Linked DNA regions of Mus musculus: regions 1 and 3 are each linked to region 2. The links are chromatin contacts, called in public Micro-C and promoter capture Hi-C maps. All regions are on one chromosome and are shown on one strand. The core of a region is the stretch at or near the end of the contact, and the rest is flanking DNA. Distances in the headings are between cores, read along the strand shown. Region 1 holds the start of Aff1 (AF4/FMR2 family, member 1). Region 2 holds the start of Gpat3 (glycerol-3-phosphate acyltransferase 3). Region 3 holds the start of A730035I17Rik (RIKEN cDNA A730035I17 gene).

What was found. Promoter capture Hi-C pulls out the DNA fragments that hold promoters and counts their contacts. A called contact is a pair of places that touch in the nucleus more often than the background predicts.
Region 1: a contact with region 2 is called in a promoter capture Hi-C map of pre-B cells, with 7 times the contacts expected there. The contact joins the promoter of Aff1 here to the promoter of Gpat3 in region 2. A contact is called at or near these places in 1 of 39 promoter capture datasets (pre-B cells) and 1 of 115 datasets of contacts at active chromatin or transcription factors (large pre-B cells).
Region 3: a contact with region 2 is called in a Micro-C map of embryonic stem cells, with 10 times the contacts expected there. The contact joins the promoter of A730035I17Rik here to the promoter of Gpat3 in region 2. A contact is called at or near these places in 1 of 39 promoter capture datasets (embryonic stem cells), 1 of 484 Hi-C or Micro-C datasets (embryonic stem cells) and 1 of 115 datasets of contacts at active chromatin or transcription factors (embryonic stem cells).

The regions. Positions count from the first base shown.
Region 1 is chr5:103,752,544-103,757,151 of GRCm38.p6, forward strand. Aff1 (AF4/FMR2 family, member 1) reads left to right here and starts at 1,619. Exons shown (of 20, transcript NM_133919.4): 1 at 1,619-1,802. The coding sequence starts at 1,786.
Region 2 is chr5:100,844,605-100,849,119 of GRCm38.p6, forward strand. Gpat3 (glycerol-3-phosphate acyltransferase 3) reads left to right here and starts at 1,625. Exons shown (of 13, transcript NM_172715.3): 1 at 1,625-1,757; 2 at 2,051-2,344. The coding sequence starts at 2,204. Gm46917 (a long non-coding RNA gene) reads left to right here and starts at 2,955. Exons shown (of 2, transcript XR_001784903.1): 1 at 2,955-3,605; 2 at 4,073-4,360. It also overlaps a transcript of Abraxas1 not described here.
Region 3 is chr5:98,183,840-98,188,541 of GRCm38.p6, forward strand. A730035I17Rik (RIKEN cDNA A730035I17 gene) reads right to left here and starts at 2,145. Exons shown (of 3, transcript NR_153823.1): 1 at 1,205-2,145; 2 at 879-929. Prdm8 (PR domain containing 8) reads left to right here. Exons shown (of 4, transcript NM_029947.2): 3 at 622-850; 4 at 1,185-3,609. The coding sequence ends at 2,803.

The sequences.
Region 1 (4,608 bases), core at 369-2,868, 2.9 Mb after region 2:
TATTGTCATTTGGAACCCATTGCTCCTTAAGTCAAGCAGTGAGTCCTTCCCTCTCACCTTGGTCTGACAGTATGGGAAACTGTCTCACCTGTAGCAAGCTTCCCCTATAGCTCTGAAGGTAAAACCTTATCTTTGCAATAAACACTGAAAGTTGTTTTCCTAGAAGAGAGACTTGCCAGATGCCCAAGTCAGAAGCGTGCGAATTGTTATCTCTAGGAGACATGGTCTATGAAAAACCAGCTAGTTTCTGGTTGGTTTCTCTCTCCAGTCACTTCACACTCATCTTCAGGACTGGTGCTGTGCTTGTGAGCTTAGAACAGAACAGTGCTTTCTGTGCACTTCCCGTTTGTCACAAGGAGGAGGAGGGAGGGAGGAGAGACAGAGAGACTGACATAGAGACAGAGGGAAAAACCCCGCATTTCAGAGTCAAAATTCAAAGGACTAGTTAGTTCATCAAGGGCATTCCTAAAGTACACGAGTTCTCCAAACTACTACTGTAGGTGGTGGAGAAAGCAGTGTCTGGCAACTTGTCTCACTTGCCACCACAGCCTTCATTCCTGCGAAGGCGTCAGTCGTTCTCCACCATCAGAGCTAAAGCCAGGGGAGTGAAAGACAAGCTTTGTCTTGTGTTCTTATGTAAGTAGTTCTGACCTCTGAGAGGGACTACCGGAATCTGGAAACTTGCGGTATTTAGAAACTGGGCAATCAGTTACATGAGCAATATAATGTGGTGAGTCCCGGGTCGAACCCGGAGCGCACCAAGAAAGTGTCCTTCCAGCAGCAGGCTGGTCCTCCGGGATGCCCCTGTTAAGTCTTCTCCCTGCCTTTCTGCCCATCGTTGTTTTCAGCCGCTTCCCAGGCAAAGCCTGGTGTCTTTCCTGTGTCTGAGTTGACGCAATTTTCGATTGTGCTTTCGAGCGTTTACGTTGGTTTGCATCATGGTTTTTGTTTGCGGGGGGTGGGGTGGGGTGGGGTGGAGGGGAAGCAATTCTTTTAATTTATTAGGGGACTTCCCTGAATGGCTGTCTTCTGTGTAATCGCATGTTGCCTCGAAGAGGGAAGTCGTATAAACACTTGTTTCTGGGCACTTTCAAAACTGAAAGCAAAGTTGAAGAAGGGTTGCTAGCCGATCCCTGATGTTTCCGATGGCAAGCCCCGCAGCAGCGGCCAGAAGCAGCGAAGGCAGTGATCCGATGCTCCCACTCCCAGCACATCCCCACGGCAGCAGGACCCTGAGGTCCCAGCCCGAGCGCGGGGATCTCTGTAGCGCGCGTTTGAACACAGCCGAATTGGGGGCAGCGGCGGCGGCGGAGGTGCGCGCTGCCCTTAAAAGGAGGCGGGCCGTACCACCGCGGCGCCTGCGGGGGGGTCCCGGCGAGCTCGGGCACCTCGAGGGGAGCCCAGCGCCGCGCACATCGCCCCCGAAGTGCGGGCGAACTGGGAGCCGGGACCCCGCAGCGGGCGGTGCGGACGCACCCCTTGGTCTCTGGTGACCCGACAGTGCCCCGGGGCGGCGGGCATCGCCGCTCCCTGGGCTCCAGGGAGGTGCGGCTCGCCCGGCTGCCCCCGGTGCCCGGATGTCCGTCAGGCTCGGCGCGAGCCGAGGCTCCGGGGGGCGGAGGCGGTGCTGAGGACACAGAGCTGAGGACGCGGCTGCCGAGAGCGCAGAGTCTGCGGGGCAGTATCGCCGACGGCTGCGGCCGACGCTGAGAGCGGCGCGGGCGAGAGAGCCTGCGGGGCGAGCGCGCAGATGGATTTGGGACGCCAGGCAGTGTGAGCCGAGCCATGGCAGCCCATTCCAGGTGAGGCTTGCGCAGGGGGCGTCTGGGACCCGGGAGTGGCCGCGGAGCCCGGGGCAAGGGCGGCGCGGGTGGGAGTGCCGGGGGGGGGGGGCGGGGACCGCAGGAAGCCAGCGGCTGGATCACTGCTATCTCATCCCTGAGTGTCGGGTAGAAAAGTGTGTGAACCGAGTGCAAAGGGACCGCCCGGAAAGTTAAGGTTAAAGATTCCGCTTCTGGCCCGAAGAACTGTTATTTTCGGAAAGTGAAGTTGGTTTCTCTCCTGCCGGAGCCTGGATTTTCACTGAGGTGCCTGTGCACAATCCTCCGGCTCTACTCGTTGCTGGTTTGGCGTCTTCCAAAGAAATTTGGAAGCGCACTTAATGGAAACGAGGATTCTCCCACGAGAGAGTGGTGGAGCCTGGTGAGTAATATAGTTTTTTTTTTTTTTTTTTTTTTTTTTTTTTTTTTTTCCTGCTAGAATGTACGATTCCACATAAAACGGCACAGTCAGAGTGAATCTGCTGAGTAGGCAAAGGCCGGAATGCGCTGGGTTGGTGAAGGGGAGCCTGGCTAATGACCCGCAGTTGCTGTCAGGGGAGTGCCCTGTACTGCAAGGACCGAGTCTTGCCTTCTCCCGGGTTTGAAGGTTTTGAAAGGAGCCTTAAAACTTGGCCGTACACCGGTGCCCAAGATTGAGGCTGTTGGGTGTCATCGCGCTTCGGTCTCTACAGCTGTTGGTTACGGAAAACAGGACCCGTCGAACCTTTTCAAAACTTATGCCAGAAGGCAGTGTGATTGCACAAGTTTACAATTATGGAAATGTTCTTTAGCCTTAATACTTGATTTAGGATAGTGATTTGGTAACATATCTGGACGCTGAGCTGAGGTAATTTTAGTAATTTTAGGTCTAAAGATCATGGAGAACAGTAGATTTGTAAACGTTAGAGACTGAGTAGATAGAACTTGAATTTTTCTAAGAGATAAAACTTCCTAGAAGGAACTTCTCTAAACAGAAAACCTTCTAAGTGTGTCTTACTTTAAAAACAAGTTTAATCCTCTCAACTTGGCTTAGTTGTGTCTTCATCTTATTGAGTGTTGGAAGGAAGGGGTTCCTAACGGGACAGAGGAGTAGGGGAACAGAAGTTGCACCTCAAACTTCTGCTAAATCTTAACTAAAAAGCAACCGTTAGCTTTTAGCACAAACAGAACCTGTAGATTTTCATATTACAGTGACTGCAGATGTCTTCAATCTCTAACGTTTCCCATTTGCTTGAAATTAAGGAACTGTTTGTCGTTCATGGCTAGTAATTAAAATATGTTATAGCTGGATATGGTTGCCCATGCCTTTAATCCCAGCACTTGCCTTTAATCCCAGCACTCAGAAGGCAGAGGCAGGAGGATCTCTGAGTTCTGGGGAAAGCCTTGCTCACCTTTTAATCCCAGCATTCAGAAGGCAGAGGCAGGGCGATCTCTGTGAGTTCTGGGGAAAGCCTGGTCTACAAGGAGAGTTCCAGGACAGCCAGAGCTGTTGTTTGTTACACAGAGAAACAGTCTCAACACCACCAAACCAAACTATTATGTCCTTACCTTGTCAATGGTGTATTTTAGTAGATACTCTTCTAGATCATTTGTTTCCTTTGTATTACATAATTTACTTGTGAAAGTATCCTTATGTATCACGCTGCCTCAGGATCCCTTGGCATACAGCCCGAGATTAAGGTACCTCTTATAAAATAGTTAAAGCTGCCAGAGCATGGGGATTTGAACCTTGGTTCTATTGTTCCAATTCCTTGACTCTTAAACTAACGTCGAACGTAAAATGAAATAAAAGATAAACTGGGTCCTGTGTATGCCAGACACAGCAGTAGGCTGCTGTAATTGGATTACCTCTTGGTCACCTAAGCAGACAAGCAAGTGCTTGATTATTTGCCCTTGGTAGTTAAGGAAACTGAGGCCTAGCCGGGTCACACAGGTTTCGTGCTCAAGGTCACACAGGTGCAACCTGCCTGACCCCAGATGGACCCCTGTAGTCTCTACAGTGTAGCACTTCCTGCTTCTTGTTGCCTCTGCTGTGCCAGCTGCAGAACTTCAGAGGAAGAGCCCGAAAGTGATTGCAGCTAAGTTTGCTCTGGTGCAGCATGTTTAATCTAAGTCATCAGCGTGGCTGCTCAGCTCAGCAGCAAAGACCCTGCTGTGCTTTCCTGGCTGGCTCACAAGCTCTGGCACTAGAAACAAAACCACACGGCCATCACGGTTGCCTTCCTGGTGTTTTCTTAGCCCTAGTGCTGAGTATCTACCCTGTTGCAATCATCCCTTCAATTTTGCCTTGAGTGTAGTCCAAGCACTCAGGAGAAACTGAAGCATTCTTTGTGATATAAAACTATTGGCACGTGTCTTATGGAGGACAGATTGGTTTGCTCTTGTGACAGTTCATTTGAATGGTCAGGCTCATTGGACTTAGAGATTCAGAGCTCACTGTTTTAACCATAGCGGTTAAGAGCACTTCCTGCTCTTAAAGAGGACCAGAGTTCTGTTCCCAGTGCCTACATGCAGCTCACAACCACCTGTAACTCCAGTTCCAGGAGATCCAGTGACCATTCTGGTCTCCATCGACATCAGGCAGGCAGGCAGGCAGGATACATACATATGGGCGAAAATGCACACAGTCAAAAGAAAAAAACAAGGAAGAAAGAAAGAAAAGAAAAGAAAAGAAAAACCACCAGCAAACCTACCCCCAAGTACTTTGATTGTGCATAGGCCTACTTGTAGGTGGGAGCTTAGGTGGGATCTTGCCTTGCTGAGGTGGAACAGGTCCTGACTTAAAGCT
Region 2 (4,515 bases), core at 375-2,874:
TGAGCTAATAAACCCTAGCTTGTGGCCTAACTATATAAACCACACATGCGCTCAGAGATATGTTGGCCAGCTTCCAGTTTCCTTCTGCACATACATAGAGGTTTATTTGATTTTTAGATGGTGTCTAAGAAAGCCCATGCTGGACTTGAACTCCTGATCCTCTTGTTTCTATTTCTTAAGCGCTGGGGTTACAGGTTTTCCACATAATGCCTGGTAGATGCTTTTCAAAAAATAATTTTTGTTACGTTTTATTTATTTTGTGTGTGTGGGGAGGCATGCCACCGAGCACAGGTGGGCAGGAGATAAATTGGTTCTCCCCTTATACGGGGGGGGGGGGGGGGGGTAGTGGTGGTGTCCAAAGATTGACGGGTCATCCTAGCTGACTGGCATCAGGCAACTTTGTTGATGAGCCACCTCAATGACCCCAGAAGCTGTTTTGAGAGTAAGCTCCGTTTCCTTCATAACTTCATTGTCCTCCCCTTCCCCCTTCTTAGTGGGAAAAGTGTCTTACACCTACCTGGCAGGAGGCTCAGAGAACAAACTTGTACAGTCTTTAAGGCCGGCTTCCTTCTTCCTCCACCCCTTCTGGAGGTGAGGGCAGCTTTCTCTGCAATATTTGCTGTAAATACTTTCAGTTCATTTTGCTAGCTCTCTCACTTTTTCCAGCTCCCAAACTGACTCCCGACTGTCAACAGTAAGAGTTTGGTCCTTCTAAGAATTGAGGGCCGACTCGGTGATGGTTTGGATCCTAGTCAGTCGCTTTGCAAACTGCTGCTCTCAATATCTTTTCTCACGCTTATTGTTAAAACTGGTTGTCCTGCAGTGGAATACGCGTGCAGGATTTTCCCTTCTTCGTTCTAGTAAGGCCGTTCATCACAGCGGCGTGGGACGTGGACCCCTGAGAAACTCTTAGCCAGTTAGGTGAAGGTTAGTATTTGCGCAGCGTTTTCTGCAGTCGGTGTAGGCGGATGCTAGGGAAGCTTAGACTGGAATCTCCTCCAGGGAGGGGAGTGACAAACAGCCTCTAGGGTGTCCTGTCCTCCCCTCCCCCTCGCCCGCTCACCGGTCCGCCTGCCCTTTTAAAGCAAGGTCTATAAAGGATCTACCTATTTAGTCTTAAGCTGACTGTTGGAACTCAAAACAGCCCAGACCCATCTCCTCGGAATTCTCCAGTCGCAGATTCCCGAGCGTAAGTGCTGGAATTCCAGTCTTCTGCGACACAACCGCTTGGAATTTCTGGGTCTATTTTGTGGCTAGAGAGGTGGTGGCAGAGTGGCTAAGGCGACTTGTGGAGAGAGAGAAAGCGGGCGAGCTTTCTTTCCCTGACTGCAGCTAGGAAGGAGGTAAGAGAGAGCCACGAGCCACGGTGCGCGACTGCCTCACCCTTGTTCAGTAGTTTCCTCCTCCCGAAAGCCCTTCCCAGGAGGTCGTGTTGCAGGCTCACAAACAAGATCTTCCGCAGCGATCGGGGACGTCAGCGGTCCGTTCTGTGGGTGAAGATGGAAAGTCTGCTACCGAAAGAACCTTTGCTGGGAGTGCGGGGGGGCGGGGCGGAGGGCGGCGGCTCTCTAGGCAGCAGCGCCCGGGAGACGCGGTCATGCCCCGGAGCTCCCTGTTGGGTGGCGATGGGGGTGGGGCAAGGGTAGAGTGTAGAAAAAGGGAGCCCGGCGCCCGAAAGCCACTGGCTACCCGCATAGCCCGCAGCCCACGCCGAGGTGCAGGGAACCTGCGGGGATCCTCGCTGCCGGAGGGCCTCGGTGAGTCACCGCGGGGTTGTCGCAATCGTTACCCGGAGGAAATCAGGCCCGGGGTGGGGCGCGTTCCTGGCTGCCTCCATGCACTCTGACTGCACTAGGGTGTCCCGTAGGTCACCCAGCTGGGTCTTCTCGCCAGAGACACTCAGGTCTGAGCCGGCTGCCGTGGCTACAGCTTGGCCTGGGCCTCCAGTAGAGAGTGAGCTTGCGGGGCCAACCGGGACCCAAGGGGAGGAAGCAAGGAGATCGCAGTAGTTCTGAGAGTTCTCGCCTTCCCTTTCCTCTTCGCTCCGCAGAGCTGAAGGGAACGAGGCGGGCGGCAAAGACTCCTCAGAGCCCGGCTCCGGGCTGGACGCTGTGTTTTCCGAACTGCGGCTGGACTGCCTGGGACTCTGACACCTACCGCTCTCGGCTTTCCTGGGGACCTCTTCCTGAGGGCGTGCTGAGACATGGAGGGCGCAGACCTGGCGGTGAAGCTCCTGTCCACCTGGCTGACGCTGGTGGGCGGCCTCATCCTTTTACCCTCGGCCTTCGGATTATCCCTGGGTATCTCGGAGATCTACATGAAGATCCTGGTGAAAACCTTGGAGGTGAGTGCAGGAAAGGATGTGGAGCTCCCGCTGCTCTGAGGACTTCGGATCTTGGAGTGGCAGGGGTTGAGCTTTGAACTGTGAAAGCAATTTGGGCAAGGGGGTCAGTCAGTGGTGGGAGGTCGGGGTGGAGATGGAACGGGGACCCGAGAGAATATTTCAGTTTCTGGTCTGCTGTAGTGAGAAAGACAGCCTGATACCAGTCAAGAACAGTAGCCCACCTCACAAGAATCCCTCTATCTGTATTTCTTCTTCACTACTATTTTTTTTTTTTTTTTTTTTTTTTTCTTACTAGATTAACCCCAGGACAGCCGTTTGCTGTATCAGCAGGTTTATTACCCACTATGCCTCTCGGGCTGTCACTTCACTCTTGAGTTTTTACAGCCCCAGGTTTCAGAGGTCCTTTTGTGACTACAGAGGCATCCTGTTCCACTTGGTGCCCAATATAAGACACCAAATGGCTGGGTGGCAGAGAAGAATCTGATTTTTTTTTTTTTTTTTTTTTTTTTTTTTTTTTTTTTTGGTTTTTCTGGACAGGGTTTCTCTGTGTAGCCCTGGTTGTCCTGGAACTCACTCTGTAGACCAGGCTGGTCTCGAACTCAGAAATCTGCCTGCCTCTCTGCCTCCCGAGCCTCCCGAGTGCCCGGCTGAAGAATCAGATTTTATTTTAATGTAGTCACGGGGATTTTTATCTAATCAGGTGCACTGGAATACTATCCCAAAGGTTTCTGGTCCTGGGTTTGTTTGCAGATTTCAAGGACAAAGGTGTTAGATCCAACTGAGTGGAGGGACAGGAGGGACGACATCAGCATAAGCTTATACACTCTTTTTTAGTAAAATTTAGAAGGCCACTCCAGGCCGGGAGGCAAGTGATGTGAGAATCGGAGTTCAGACGTTTGCTTGAGTTAAGTGTGACAACAGTGAATGCAGAGGCTCTGTAGGCTGTACAGCTTTGCATTGGTTTGGTACCCAAATCTCATCCCTGTTTCTCTGTATCTGATCTAGCAAGGTCATCTGATCCCTGTACCTTATAGTATTCGCCCTCAAAAGAGGGGAAACAATGCCTATTTGCATATAGATTTTGTTTTGGTTTTGAGACAGGATCTCACTCTTGGTGCCCTGGCTGGCTTTGAAGTTCTTGACAATCCACCTTCTGTTTTCTGGTGTTACAGAGTGGGACCGTCAGACTTAGCTTTCCACGTAGTTTTTAGGAGTGCGAACACATCAGTGCATTGAGTCCGTAGGAGGGCACTCGTGCATGGTGGGTGCCTTGTGTCTTTATGATTAAATGACGGGGTACGATTGCTTAGATTCTGCTGCCTTCGGTTTCTCCTGATTCTTTATTACCATCTGTAGCTGTGCACTTTTTTGACCTGTACTTTCTGCCCTCCCGTAGGACTTGGCTCTGTCCCTTGCTTTTAGCACTGGAGTGGCTCCTAGATGCACATCTCTACCTCTGCTGCTTGCTAATGCTTTCCCTTAGGCCTTTGCTGGACTTTCTCTTTGCTGGCCACTTTGTGAGTCCTTAAAATGGTTAGATTCTTTTATCTGCCCCACTCTCTCTTCCAAAATGGCATCTCACTTCTTAGCTCACACTTGCTGGCCTTGAACTTGGCTCTTGCTGCTTCAGGTTCCCAAGCACTGAGTGATGTGTGCCACCTTGTTAGCTAGCCTTCAAGGTTTTAACTTTTTTTTTTTCTCTTCTCTCTTCTTATTGCCATTACACAGTGTTGTAGTCACACTATGCTGCGGATTTTAGTTTCCTCCCTACTGGCCGTTCTTCAGAATGCTAACTCCACATACAGCAGTGATCCTCTTCAGCACTGCCTCCTGAAATGACCTAGCTGGTTTCTTGGGCAGCAGTGTCCTTTGGAGAACCAGATAAGGGGAATCACAGGCACATGCTGGCTTCCAGGTGCTCATTACTGCCTCGCTTTAATCTCCAAGGAGGGCGTCACCACCCAGTTGTTCTCGGTCGTCAAATTACTGTATTTGATGAGATGATTGCCCATCCAGGTTCTGGCTTTTGAGTTTGTTTGTCCGGGCCCCAAGCGTTTTCCATCCAGAGCAGAAACCAACGTCAGAGAAGATCTCTATTTCTCTCCACATGTGCATTGACCTTAAACCCAAGAAATACACACACGGCACACTCATCCCACACCTTGCCACAA
Region 3 (4,702 bases), core at 895-3,394, 2.7 Mb before region 2:
TTTGTAACCTGGGAGGTCTCCCCATCGCCTGATTATTGCTTTCTTTAGTTAACATTAGCTAGTGTTCAGAGTTTGTATTTAAATTAAAACGTTAATTGTTTTGGCAGCAAAGCATCTATAATCCACGTTTGTGTTTGTAACAGGCCTCTTTCTTCCTAGTAGTTCTTTTTTTATTAATTATTTTATTTATTTACATGCTAAATGTTACTCCCAGTTTCCCCACCCCAGAGTTCCTAGTCTTTCATCATGAAGTAAAGCTGTTAGTCCTTCATGTCAGTTAGGAAGATGGGCGTGAGTGCCATAGAATAATTACTAAGACCCGAACTTGCCTTTTACTTCTGAAACACGGGAAATTTCCTCTCCTTTTGTCATGTGAGGTAACTGAAAGGGAGATTCTAAAGAGGCTACTCTGTAAGACTGACCCAATATTGCAAAGGATGGCCACTGTGCCCATTGACCACAAATGCAGGGATGCAGTTCGACTTTGGTCAACTTTTGCAAACTTGGTTTCAGATAATTGTTTGGAAAGAACAAAAGCCAGACAGATGAAATATCTCTGGTTTCTCTGGTTGCCGTCTTTCACGTGGATCCCTCTCTTCTTGTCTTTCTTAAATACTGTAGGTAGACACTTCGGCGGCAAATGGTTCCTCAGAAGGTCTCATGTGGCTGCGGCTGGTCCAATCAGCCCGAGATAAGGAAGAACAGAATCTCGAAGCTTATATAAAAAATGGACAGCTGTTCTACCGCTCTCTCCGCAGGATTGCCAAAGATGAAGAGTTACTAGTTTGGTACGGGAAAGAACTGACTGAATTGCTCTTGCTCTGCCCGTCTAGAGCTCACAAAATGAACGGTAGGTTGGCTCGGGTGCCTGGGCTCACCTTGCACATCATAGGGTGGACGAAGCTTCTGAGGTGTTGTCCCGAATGGAACTAGGACAGAAGGGGAAGGAAAAGTTGGGGAGCGTTTGACTTAGTAAATGCACAAATCAAGAAAGTAAGTTGCACCAAATAGGATAGTGTATTCATTTTTTTGGGCACTCAGCCCAGAAAGATAAAGTGGATTTGTTATGGGGAGGATGGCTAAGTGGCCTAGGGGCGATGCTAACTAACCATGTGGGGTGTGTGTGTGTGTGTGTGTGTGTGTGTGTGTGTGTGTGTGTGTGTGTGTGTTTGCTCACTAAGCAGGGTCGTCTCCTTACACATGCCTGGAATGCAGCCAACGTTTCCAGTTTGAGTTCCCCTATGTGGCACATCTGCGATTCCGCTGCCCCAAGAGACTTCACAGCACTGATGCGAATCCCCAAGACGAGCAAGGGGGCGGCTTGGGCACTAAGGACCACGGCGGCGGCGGCGGTGGTAAAGAGCAACAGCAGCAGCAACAGCAGCAGCAACAGGAGGCGCCGTTGATCCCGGGCCCCAAGTTCTGCAAAGCCGGCCCCATACACCACTACCCCGCGTCATCCCCGGAGGCGAGCAACCCGCCGGGCTCCGCGGGTGCCGGCAGCGCCAAGCCGTCCACGGACTTCCACAACTTGGCTCGGGAACTGGAAAACTCCCGGGGAAGCAGCAGTTGCGTAGCGGCCCCGGGCGTCGGCAGTGGCGGCAGCGGCCACCAGGAGGCGGAGCTGAGTCCCGACGGCGTCGCCACCGGCGGCTGCAAAGGCAAGAGGCGGTTCCCAGAGGAGGCGGCGGCGGAGGGCGGCGGCGCGGGGCTGGCGGGCGGCCGTGCGCGCTTCTCCGAGAGGCCGCTGGCGACCTCCAAGGAGGAGTTGGTGTGCACGCCGCAGCAGTACCGCGCCGCCGGCAGCTACTTCGGCCTGGAGGAGAACGGCCGGCTCTTCGCGCCGCCCAGCCCGGAGACTGGCGAGGCGAAGCGCAGCGCCTTCGTGGAGGTGAAGAAGGCGGGCCGCGCGGTGGGCTTGCAGGAGGAGGCGGCGGCGACAGACGGCGCAGGGGGCACGGCCGAGGACCCCGACGCGGGAGGCGGTGTCGCCGGCGGCGGCAGCAACGGCTCGTCCACCCCCGCGGCGGGGTCGCCTGGGGCCCCCGAGAAGTTGCTGGCTCCGCGTCCCGGAGGCTCTCTGCCCGGACGGCTGGAGGGCGGGAGCCCCGCGCGCGGCAGCGCCTTCACCTCGGTGTCGCAGCTGGGCGGCGGTGGCGGCGCGGGGACCGCGGGGACTGCGGGGGGCTCGGGGGGCGGCCAAACGGCCGCATCGGACGAGCGGAAGAGCGCCTTCTCGCAGCCCGCGCGCTCCTTCTCGCAGCTGTCCCCGTTGGTCCTCGGCCAGAAGCTGGGCGCTCTCGAGCCGTGTCACCCGGGAGACGGCGTGGGTCCCACCAGACTCTACCCGGCCGCCGCCGATCCGCTGGCTGTGAAGCTGCAGGGGGCAGCGGACCTGAACGGAGCCTGCGGGCCCCTGGCGAGCGGCGGTGGCGGTGGCTTGCCCAAGCAGAGCCCCTTCCTCTACGCCACCGCCTTCTGGCCCAAGAGCTCGGCTGCGGCGGCAGCGGCGGCGGCGGCCGCCGCCGGGCCCCTGCAGCTGCAACTGCCCTCCGCGCTCACCCTGCTGCCGCCCTCCTTCACTTCGCTGTGTCTGCCCGCGCAGAACTGGTGCGCCAAATGCAACGCCTCCTTCCGCATGACCTCCGACCTGGTGTACCATATGCGGTCTCACCACAAAAAGGAGTATGCCATGGAGCCCCTGGTGAAGCGGCGGCGGGAGGAGAAACTCAAGTGCCCCATTTGCAACGAGTCCTTCAGGGAGCGTCACCACCTGTCCCGGCACATGACCTCGCATAATTAATTGTTGCGTAAAAGACTCCGGCTTTCCACGCGTGTGCACGCACAGTCAAGCCACCTGCAGGAGCAGACACGCGAGGATGACATCCACCACTACCTTATGCCCCCAAACACTGCAACCAAACACGTGCACACACAGGTCCCTCCCCTCGCCAGGAGCCTCATCATCCAAATGTTTAATTTCACACACACACACACACACACACACACACACACACACACACACGCACGCACGAACGCACACACGGACGCACGCACACGATGCACAGGATGGTGGATTTTGGATTGGGTGGGTTGTTTGAGCGGGGTTTTCTTTTGAATGCACGAATTTTCACTTTCCCAAAAACAAAAGTACATTTTTAAAAAAATGTCATATATTGCAACATATTGATGCATTTGTCATACGTTTCTACTTAAATTATTAAGCACTTATGGTTTAGATGTAATAATTATATGTAAGGACAAAGTTTATTTTAGATATAAAGTAATGGAGGAAGAGGAGATGCGTTCTGCATTTCCTGATGACAGCTGTGTTCTTACAAAAATAAACAAAATGGATAAAAAGGGGGGCGCCATTCGGTTTAAGTTTCCAGGGGGAAGTGCATGTATCATGAAATGATTATGGACTTCAGTGAAGAATGTCATCAATGATGTAAATATGTATTCCCTTTTAATACAAAGTGTAATTTTGTGCCAGTGACATGGAGTCTGAATAGTTATGTGTTTCTTCTATCCCTAAGAGATTTATTAAACGGTATAGTTTATCCAGGTATGTTGGATGCTTTGACAATAAATAACTATTTTCCTCAAAGCAAATATTTGGAAAGTTTACAAAAAATATTTTTAGGTCAGTATAATACTTTGGATAGTTGATGCCTTTTCGTTGACTCCTTGAAAAGAAGCAAGGAGACCACAGCTTCCTCTGCAGGTATTAACTACAAGCCAGTTTTGAGCCTAAGGGTGTTGATTGTCACTTGAAGATTCTCTATCTGAAAGGTGTTGGGTTTAAGGATCAAGGACAAATCACTTAGGTGCAGTAATTGCCATACAGGTTCCCTGTCAGAACTTTGTAGGTGTCTCTTCCAGAAGGAAAAGAATTACTCTCCACATAAGTGACCAATCTGCATTTTTTAAGCCCACTTTAGGATCTAGTAGTGATACTTCCCCCAAGGGATGTCCTACATTCTAGAACTTCAAGCTTCCTATCATCCATTAAGGACACATAGAGAATCTATCAAGTAATACAATTTGAAAGACCGAGGTTTGCTGATGGTATATCAAAGGCCTCCGTGTCCACACATGTCTATCTGGGAGTGATCCTGAGACAAAGATACCGAGGAACCAACTGGTTCTTTATGAAAAGTCGCTGTCATCTTGGCTTCTGACTTCAGTTCTTAGAGAACATCATGTTTGTGTCTGGTGTACACTGAAGCCTCTACACTAAAAACCAAATGACCAATGAGCCTTCTTTGCAGCAACCTCACCCCCACCAACACACACACACACACACACACACACACACACACACACACACACACACCTCTCTCTCTCTCTCTCTCCTTCCCTCCCCTCCCCCCTCCCCCCATTGAACCCTTAACTACACCTCCCTTTTTGTTGATTTCCCCCTTCCATGTGAAGGATGCTTGTGGAGAGATCTCTAGTGGGAACTTCACACATGTCTTCATCTCAAGGCTTTTCAAAAACTTTCCCTAAAGGATTTTGAAGCCTTCATTGTTTTAAGGCCACCAGACAGCAAGTTGCATTTAGAACAGGGACCCTGTTGTAGGGGTGATAAATGTATTCAGGGAATATGGCCACTTTGGTGGAAAAGCTGTTTGTCTACCTTGGAGTCATTCGAATACTATTTTGGCACTATAATCCTTTGAGGCCTGCTTTCAGTTTC